2 separate regions of the Mus musculus genome follow, and region 1 is linked to region 2. The links are chromatin contacts, called in public Hi-C maps. All regions are on one chromosome and are shown on one strand. The core of a region is the stretch at or near the end of the contact, and the rest is flanking DNA. Distances in the headings are between cores, read along the strand shown.

Evidence for each region. A called contact is a pair of places that touch in the nucleus more often than the background predicts.
Region 1: a Hi-C map of pro-B cells shows a contact between it and region 2, with 2.6 times the contacts expected there. The contact joins two enhancer-like sites. A contact is called at or near these places in 1 of 484 Hi-C or Micro-C datasets (pro-B cells) and 1 of 115 datasets of contacts at active chromatin or transcription factors (memory CD8 T cells).

Annotation. Positions count from the first base shown.
Region 1 is chr14:79,526,903-79,531,632 of GRCm38.p6, forward strand. The region is part of intron 1 of Elf1 (E74-like factor 1); the gene reads left to right. It also overlaps the pseudogene Gm9243. Among named protein-coding and RNA genes, the nearest start is that of n-TEttc4, 48 kb to the left of the region's middle. Within about 2 kb of position 3,424, at least 54 of the 459 cell types and tissues checked have an H3K27ac peak or open chromatin away from gene starts, as enhancers often do. A contact at or near this core is called in memory CD8 T cells and pro-B cells, where this site is marked.
Region 2 is chr14:78,897,896-78,902,698 of GRCm38.p6, forward strand. All of the region lies in intron 2 of Vwa8 (von Willebrand factor A domain containing 8), which reads left to right. Among named protein-coding and RNA genes, the nearest start is that of Vwa8, 51 kb to the left of the region's middle. Within about 2 kb of position 3,141, at least 144 of the 459 cell types and tissues checked have an H3K27ac peak or open chromatin away from gene starts, as enhancers often do. A contact at or near this core is called in memory CD8 T cells and pro-B cells, where this site is marked.

The DNA.
Region 1 (4,730 bases), core at 2,174-4,673, 630 kb after region 2:
CTATCCCATGCTTTCTGTTTTCCTGCCTCCCATCTTTGAGGTCTTCATGCTGCTGGTGTTTTATTTTCATTGAGCTTAGAAGCTGAGATGCCCGTTAGCCATGTGGATGGTTTTAAGGATCCCCAGCCATAAGACAGAGTCCATCACTGGCCTGCAGCTCAGTTAGGTTAACTGTCTGGCCAGCAGGCCCCAGGAGCCTCCTCCTCTGTTGCCTCCACACCAGCATCATACACAGGCAGATATACCTGATGTATATACCACATTTGTGGGCACTGGACAATGAAGTTATTTGATTGACTGAGTCACTCCCCCAATTGATTTAAAGACAGGATCTCAGTAAGCATCCTATCTCCGTCTCTAACTTGCAAATGCTGGGATTATTGTGGAACAGCGTGGGCCTGGAGGTTGCACACATCCCTCCCTGCCTTTCCTCATGCACTCAGTGCCAAAGCCCAAGTGATGAGAATCAAACCATGGTGGGAGAGCTTGGTTTTCCCAAAACGAAAATATTAACCAGGGGAGTAAGCAGCCACAGAAATGGAACAGATTTCTTGCAGGTTAATTCTTGTTTGTTGCAGAGAAAAATGTTTAGTTGCCTGAACAGGTTTTACTGATAAGGGTGTTATAGCATGTTTATGTTTTCTGGGTAGATGGTATTTGTCAGAGTTCAGGTTTTGGGTACTGGAGAGAAGAAAGTTTCTGTAGACAGTTAATTCACATAATAAAGCATAAGCTAATATTTTGATGATAACAGCCTTTTTGAAAAATTAATTAATTTTTTCATGACTAAATTTATGACTATCATGGCTTTAAATTCTTAGTTTTAAATTCTCATGTTTTCAGAACATGTTCAAAGAGGGCTAATCCTGAGTCCACAGGTAGTAACAGGCCTAGCTATGAGATCTGTTGGTTTTTCAGGTGCAATAAATGCCGACTGAATGTAACCTGACACCAGGTGAGCTGAGTGGCCAATAGCGGGAGGTGGAGAAGTATGCGAAAGAACTGGAATTTCAGGTGTGGGGAGTAATTGCAGCCTCCCCCAGAGGCCTGGGACTGTGTCAGCAAAAAGTCGAGAGTAGAGAAAGTCAGCCTGATTGGTTCGCTCATCCTGGGGCTTTTAAAGTTAACGCAGTTGAAGCTCAGGTGAGTTTGATTGGGAAAAGACCTGCTTGAGCTTCACCAGAGCTACATCTGGGCCTTGATATGCAGTGCCACCGTTTGGACTTTATTTATAAGAAAGTCAAAGCAGTTTGATAAAGTTGTGATTGCCACTCCCCTGTGCTGTCTTTCAATTTAAGAATGATTAGTGTTCTCCTTTATTAATTACATAATAGCTACTGTGAAGACAGTTTATTTACGTTGACAAATGTCCAGTATTACTAAGTAGCTATTCTGACTAGCTAGCTACTTAAAAGATGTGGAAGGGAATGTGATGGCCCACACCTGGAGAGCCAGCACTTGGAGGCAGATGCAAAGGATAAAGGGAGCCTGAGTTCTCGGGCAGCCTGGGCTATGTTAGAAAACATTGTCTCCAAGACACAAACCAAACCAAGCTGGTCGTCATGTATGTGGTATGGTATGAATTGCAGAAACTTTGTTTTATTCATTAATTTTTTTCAAAGAAACAACTCCAAACACAGAATTTGAAAAAATCAGAAGGCTCATTTTTTAAAAAGGGGATTTAGATGTCAAGTTTATGTACTATTTATTTTTATTTTTTATTTTTGGGGTCTCATGTGGTCTAAGCTAGGCTAGAAAAGATTCTCTTGCCTCTACTTTCTAAATGTGAGATTACAGATGAAGAGCAACCATGTTTTGCTTTTAAGCATTTTATTTTATTTTAAAGAAAATTTTATTTGTTTGCTTGTGTGTGTGCCACTTCCTGCCTGGAAATGTATAATGGTCATCATAGAATAGCAGTGAGCATTTGTAACTCGTGGGCCATCTCCAATCTCTCCAGCCCCAAGCTTGTTGCTGTTTGTTTGGCTTTTTTGAGATAGGGTCTTACTGTGTAGCCTTGGCTAGCCAGAAGCTCACTATGTAGACCTCAGTAGAACTTTGAACTTTTTAAGATCTGATTGCCTCTTCTTAAGTGCTGAGTTAAAAACCTCTCTGCCAGGCTGGTGAGATGGTTCAGTGGGTAAAAGCATTGACTACTCTTCTGAAGGTCCTGAGTTCAAGTCCCAGCAACCACCTGTAATGAGATCCGACTCCCTCTTCTGGTGCGTCTGAGGACAGTGTACTTATAATAAATAAATAAATCTTAAAAAAAAAAGACCTCTCTGCCACCATATTTATTTTAAAAATTAAATTATGAAAGGCCTGAATGCAGTGAGCGATGACTTGTTTACTTTGAATATTAACTTGTGTCCCGCCTCCCCATTTTGTGAATATGGTACATGGCTTAGATCTTTCTAGTGAGGTTGTGCTCAGTGCTTGAGAACACTTGATGCTCTTGCAGGGAATCCAGGTTCAGTTCCCAACACTTCCACCAGGACCCGGGCATGCCTGGGCACACATACATACATTCAGGCAAAACACGCATAAGCACAGGAAAAAAAAATCTAAAAAAAAAAAAAAATTAAATAAAAGTATTGCCCTTTCCTTCCTTCCCATTGGTAGCTAGTAGACTAATATTGTTCTTATTTGGAGAAAATTAATTCTAATTGCATAATGGTAATGGCACTGGTATGAGGTTCCTCCCATGTTTACACTTATTTTTCTTTTTAAAGATTTATATATTTTATGTTTTCTGCATGTTCGTTTGGGTATATGTGAATCACATGTGTGCTTGGGGCCTACAGAGGCCAGAAGAGGGCATTGGATTCCCACAAACTGTGGTTACAGGCAAGGGTGAGCTGCGCTGTGGGTTCTGGCAGCCAAACCCAGAGCCTCTGCAAGAGCAGCAGTGCTCTTAACCCCTGAGTCTTCTCTTCTGTTCACAGATTCATAGATCTGTCAATGTAAATGATGGCAGTGATACTATACTTGAACTGTGAACACCAGTAAACATCAGAAGATATTTTAACGAGTTATTAAATTGTGGTAGCTGTATAAAAGGCGTACATGTTTTTGTTCTTATTTTTTATTTTGCTCTTTTAAGGCTGAGTGAAGCTGAAAAGAATATGATATGGTAGACTTGGGGGTGCACAGTAATGCTCAGCTAAGGCTTAAAGCTACAAAGGAGACAGCCTCAAACCTTCCCTTCACTCCAACTGTATATATGGTTAGAAGCGATAGATTTTATGCATCAAGAGGATGCATAAAATAGCTTCCGGAGACATTTCAACTAAAAAGTGTACCGGAGTGTGGGACCGTGCTTGGGAACACATGCTTGGTTTTGATGGTGTTGGGGTCTAAACTCAGGGCCTTGTGCATGCAATGTTCTCTGTCACTGAGCCGTTTCCTCTCCCCCTGGTGCTCTGCTGATAAAAACATGAGTGACGTCTCACTAGTAAAGATAGAGGGAGGGGCAGGAGGAGCCTGGGCCTCTCATGTTCTCTTTGCTGCTTATTGGCTGTGTCCTTAGGCAGGTCACATTGCTTATGGTCCCAAATTCCTTACCTTTTCAATGAAGTGTGTAGTTCTCAGCTATTCCTAGGTGTCTTTTTCAACTCTAAACCCTGTAATTCTACAAAATTTTTGATTGATGGGCAGACCATTGTGCCGTCTACTTTGATAACCACGAATTTGACTTCATTTCTGTTGCCTAGCATTCATTCTAAAACAATGAAAAACATCAGAAAAAATTGTGGTCCACCACACAAAAATTAGAGTCATTGCAAGCGGTGGGTCCACTGCTTCTGGTTTCTAGTTTTAATGTGGAGCCTCGCTTTTTTCATGTTGTGTTCTTTAATTTCTGATGCATTTCTTCTAATAGTATTTTTCCAAATAGCCTTGTTTTTCTTAGAATTCTTGAAGATGATTTTGGGAAAGTCTCTTCATCAGCAGCTACTTGATGTAAGAACACTTTCTGTTCAGTCATTTTCTGTACAGTTATTACAGAAGTCCTCTTACTCGGGTCCCCCGCCCGGCCAGCAGTGTACAGAAACCAAGTGCCATCCGAATAATCGGTTCCCGTCCAGTTCTCCCTTTCCTCCTTGCTGATGCCTTTCACCTTTTTGAGCTAGAATGATTCATTCTAAAATCTTGTTTGTTTAATTGACTCTGTGTTTATTGTTTCCACAGGGAGCTATTGTTTCCACATTGGTTCCACTAGAACCTTATATTAAATGTATGGTTTACTTACATTAAATGTGTTTGTACTATAGTAATTTCTAAAGAAATATTAATATTAATCCCAAGTGCTGCAATTAAAGGAGTGAGTGTGCCCCCACCATCTGGCTAAAAAAATCTTGATGTATTAAGTATTTTATTTAGGATAAGGTTCTGAAAGGGAGGGAATATTTGAGGGAAAGGAAATGGGATTCGATATTTTTATGGAGTGTTATATTTGTCTTCGTATTGCTGAAAACTGACAAATGCAGTATAAAATTAATAAATACCAGTTTTAATGTAAAATCTTAATGGATATCTCATATTTTTGTATCTGAAATGGTTCTCAAATCCTATATTTTATGCTTTATATTCAAAGAGGGATTAATTTTTGCAAGTTTCAATTAATTTTTTTATATTTGAAATACTTTATAATAAGTTATGCAAGACAATTTGAATTGAGTTGTTATAGCCATTAGAATGAAACAATGTTTTGTGTTTAAAATTGATAAAGT
Region 2 (4,803 bases), core at 1,891-4,390:
GGAAAGGATGCTGATCGGTTGAAATACTGATCAGGTAAATCTGTGACTCACAAGCTTTGTGTGTGTGTGTGTGTGTGTGTGTGTGTGAGAGAGAGAGAGAGAGAGAGAGAGGGGAGGGGGGAGAGAGACTTTTAGATTGTCTGGAATTTTGTAAATAAATAGAATCATACTGTATTTTGCCTTCCCTATATAGCACAGCGTAATTACTTTGACATTCTGCTGTGTTTCAGTTATTTGCTCCTTTTTTAAATTTAGTATTATTCAGTTGTATAGATGCATCACTTCTCTACCTGTTGATGGGCATTTGAAGGTCTTACTGCTTTTGAGGCTTTTAGAAATACAGCTGGGATTATGAGATAGTAGGCTTATTGGTGCTTAGCTCTTTTTGTTTTTATTTTTATGTTTAAATCAGGATATTCGTTTTTTGACAATTGAAATGTAGCAATGTATTTTTTTTTACTATGAATTCTGGATAGTAACCCTTATTCTCATGTATCCTAGTCATATATATTTGTAGATATTCTCACATACTTTGTATATTCCCCACTCTCTGGGTTACCATTTCACTGTGTTATGTTTAATTTTTCCACTTAGAAGCATTTACTTTGCTATATTACTTGTATTAGTTAGGGTTTTACTGCTGTAAACAGACACCATGACCAAGGAAAGTCTTATAAAAACATTTAATTGGGGCTGGCTTACAGGTTCAGAGGTTCAGTCCATTATCATCAAGGTGGGAGCATGGCAGCATCCAGGCAGGCATGGTGCAGGAGGAGCTGAGAGTTCTATATCTTCATCCAAAGGCTGCTAGTGGAAGACTGACTTCCAGGCAACTAGGGTGAGGATCTTAAGCCCACAGTGACACACCTACTCCAACCAGGTCACACCTATTCCAACAAGGCCACACCTCCAAATGGTGCCACTCCCTGGCCCAAGAATATACAATCACATTCCACTCCCTGGCCCAAGAATATACAAACCATCACATTACTCTTAATTTATTTTGGCTTTTGTAGCCAGAGCTTTAGTGTGACATGCCAAAAGTCATTGCCAAGGCCAATGGCCAGAGGATCCCCACCATGTTCTCTTGTAGAATTCTGTTTTATGCTTTTAGGTCCCTTTTTAGTTTTGAGTTGATTTTTGTATAAGCTGTAAGATAAAGTTTCAGTTCCATTCCTTTGCACATGGAAATAGTTTCCCCAGCATCATTTGTTGAAAGATTATCTTATCCCCATCATGTCTTCTTGGTACCCTGTCTCCATAGTTAACCATATGCATTGGAATTTATTTCTGGCTTCTTTATTTTGTTGCACTGGACCACAGTCTGTTTTTGTACCAGTACCATACTGTATTGATTCCAGCATCACTGTCTTTCTTACATATAGAATCTAGGTTTATATATGCCTGTGTACACACATATAAGAAAGCAGAAGGGGTCCACATGGGTGAGTGGAGAAAGATAGGCAAGACGAGGGAGGAAGGATGGGGAAGACAGCGGGGCTTGAGCAATGATACACATGTAGGAAAGTGTTATATACAAAAGCCATTGTTTTGTATACCTGCTAAAAATACAAAAGGAAAGAAAAATATTGCAGTTTTCATCTAGGTGTAGCTGTGTTGGATAAAGACTCTCAGTGCCCCTCATGGCTGAGGTTTATATATGAACTGTTTCTCTTTGACATCTCTGAGAGCCTTGTTATCTTCACCTTCCTGTTCTCAGTGCTCAGCATATAATAGGTCCTCACTAAGTAGGGCTGTGTGCCTGAATTTATTTTACTCATTTAGCCCCATATCCTATGTTGTAAATAGCGAGGACTTACTTGGGCTTTGAATGCCTTGTTTTGTATCCCCACCTCCATGAACAGATTGACACATGCAGGTAGAGGGGACAGTTGCAGTGAGGAGTCTCGTGGCACTTCCTTTATAATCTCTGAATATATTGGAGGATGATCTGACTCCTGGTAGGCCTGGGTTTAGGTCTTTCTGAGTAATTTTTCTAATAATGTGAATGAGTGTTTTGCTTGTATGTATATATGTGTAGTATATGCATGCCTGGTGCCCGTGAAGATCATAAAAGTTAGAGCTCCTAGAATTATAGTTGCAGATGGTTGTTAGACACCATGTGGGTGCTGGGATTGAATCCTGGTCCTCTGCAAGAGCAATAGTAGCGGTAACCACTGAGCTATCTCTTCAAACCCTCTGCATAATTTTTATGGGGGTGATTATGGTGAATAAAGTGCTATGTCACTGGAAAATACTTAACACATGGCTGCAGTAAGTTCTGGGACTCCTTCCGAGTGGACCCTCAGCCCCAACCATCTGTGTCCGCCAGTGCACACTGTGTACCTGCTGCCCAGGCACACAGCAAGGAGAGGGCTCTGCAGGTGAGGACAGACTTTTGCACACTGGGTTTTCACTGACTTGGACTGAACAAGATATTTTGGGAGCTGTAGTGCTCACGGTGGTCATATCTGTCAAAGACTAGCTTTCTTTGGAAAATGAGACCCAGAATGGTTGAAGTGTCCTGCCCAGGAAGCTAAGGACAGGATGAAGAGCCACACTTGGTTTGCTGGCTCCAGATGCTTTCTCTTTCACTACATTACATTGTTTCTTAGAATGCCAAAGCCAAACAATCAACGCTTTCTAAGGGTTTATTATGGGGGTAGTTGAACTATGCTTAATTTTAATTTTAAGTCTTTACATAGATGATAAATTGGCATCTACATGGGGAGAAAAATTATAATTTAGAGCACCCCAATAAAATTAATTTAGAGCTCTTAAATATGACAACACAAGTAGTTAAGTTTTTAAAAGAAAAATCTTGGCTAAGACTTTAGTTAGAAATGTAATTTACCATGACCCAGATGTTTTATCTTCCCAGGCAGAGGGTAGCCTGGACTGTAGATGAAGTCCCACAATAGAGCTTTAACACTGGGTTTTTCTTGGTGGACTCCTGGAGGATAGTGGCATCTTGTACCTGGAGTCAAAGCTAGGGCTTTCTCCCATGCACAGGCCTGCTTATGTTACACTGTGCATGGCAGTTTGGCAGTTTACTTTGCAGATGTTCGTAATGTGCAGCCTTAAATCTTGCTTCTATTTCTGGCATGCTTTTAAGTATGACTCATGTTTCCTTGAGGCTGTCCTAAAAATACTGCTGCTCTGAAGCATTAATGTGAACGACACCACAGGCATCACACAGCACTGCACAGTGCTTGCTTTCTGCAGGGTAAGGCAGCTTCCCAACCAATTAAGAGGGGAAGTGCCATGAAGAATGTGCTGCACTAAAAATATGAGGAAGACAAGTAGGAATTTTATAAAAATATAATGTATAGAAATAGCAGTGACTATTAAATTCTAATAAAGGATGAAATATATCATTAATGTTATAAAATATAACAGAAACAGGATTAATATCCAGAACACCGTTTGATGTAAATGCTACATTTGATGTAGTCCTGTGGTAAGGAGAGTCTTGAGCCTGACGGTGTCAAAAAGCTCCTGGAGGGAGCTGGTGGGATGGTTCAGTGGGTAAACGCGCTCACTGCAGAGTGCCAGTCTGAGTTTAGTTCTCCTGAACCACATAGTGGAAGAAGAGATCTACTCAAGCAAGCTCTCCTCTGATACCTCTCTTTCTCCTCTCTCTCTCTCCTCTCTCTCTCTCTCTCTCTCACACACACACACACAAATACATACATACATACATACATACATACAGACAGACAGACAGACAGACGTGTCAGAAAGGCTTCTGGTGGAGTGTGTGAGACATGATTACTGTGCAGCAAGCTTTGGACTTGAACAACAGAAGTCTGAGTTGGCTTTGACTTAACCACCGTTCTGCAAATGCTGCTACTTTTCAATTATGACGTCTCTTTGCAGAATGGGAGCAAGAACTTGCATAGCTATTACTTTATAAATTGTCAATCTGTGTGCTTATTTCAATTCTCAGTACTCGGTAAAGACAATTATATCTATTAAATAGGTAGTGATATTAAAGGGAGCGTAAATGATTTGATTAAGATCACATAGGTAATAAATACCAGATTTGGGATCTCACGTCTCCCCTTACACAATGCTGCCTGCTGCCCTTTGGGCCTGTTGTGAGATCTAAATGAGAGAGTGCAGAAAAATTACTTGTGTATTTCTTTGCCACATGATAGGTAAGCAATGAATTGCACCATTACTACTTAGTGCATTTTGACATACCGTAGAAAACAGGGCACTGGGAATTGCATACGTCCCTGTGAGTGCTTCTGGGAGTAGCTCCACGTCAGCATGATGCACGTGTGTTGATCAATGGCTTTAGAGGCAGCTGGCAGTCTCAGCAACCCCTTCATCCACTCTTGGGCTCTCTAGTGATTCTTGAGCACACTGGCCAGAACTAACTGGCATGGAATTAACTAAGAAGGCCAGCCTACCTTTTAGCTCTTATCACCCTCCTGCTTCATTTCTCAGGTGTTGGGGGTACACATCAAGCCCCATCGTAACTACTGTTATTGGGGGAAAGATAAAAGTATGGAGACATGGTCTTCAAGAAGATGTGTCGTATATTACCAGTCAGACACTAGATTCAAAAGCTGCTTGGGATGAGGGAGTTATGAGAACCCCCCAGTCCAGTGTCTACCGTACATAAGCACAGGACTGTGGAAGAACTTAGTCACTAGTAACAGGCCTCCCTAGTGGTGTCATCATTTAGAGGGCTGGAGAGACTAAGAGAAAATATATCTCAGGGCTTATTTGTGATTAATTAGGGAGTGTTCATTAACAGTGCTTTCGCAAAAAGAATCTATATGCATTCTCAGT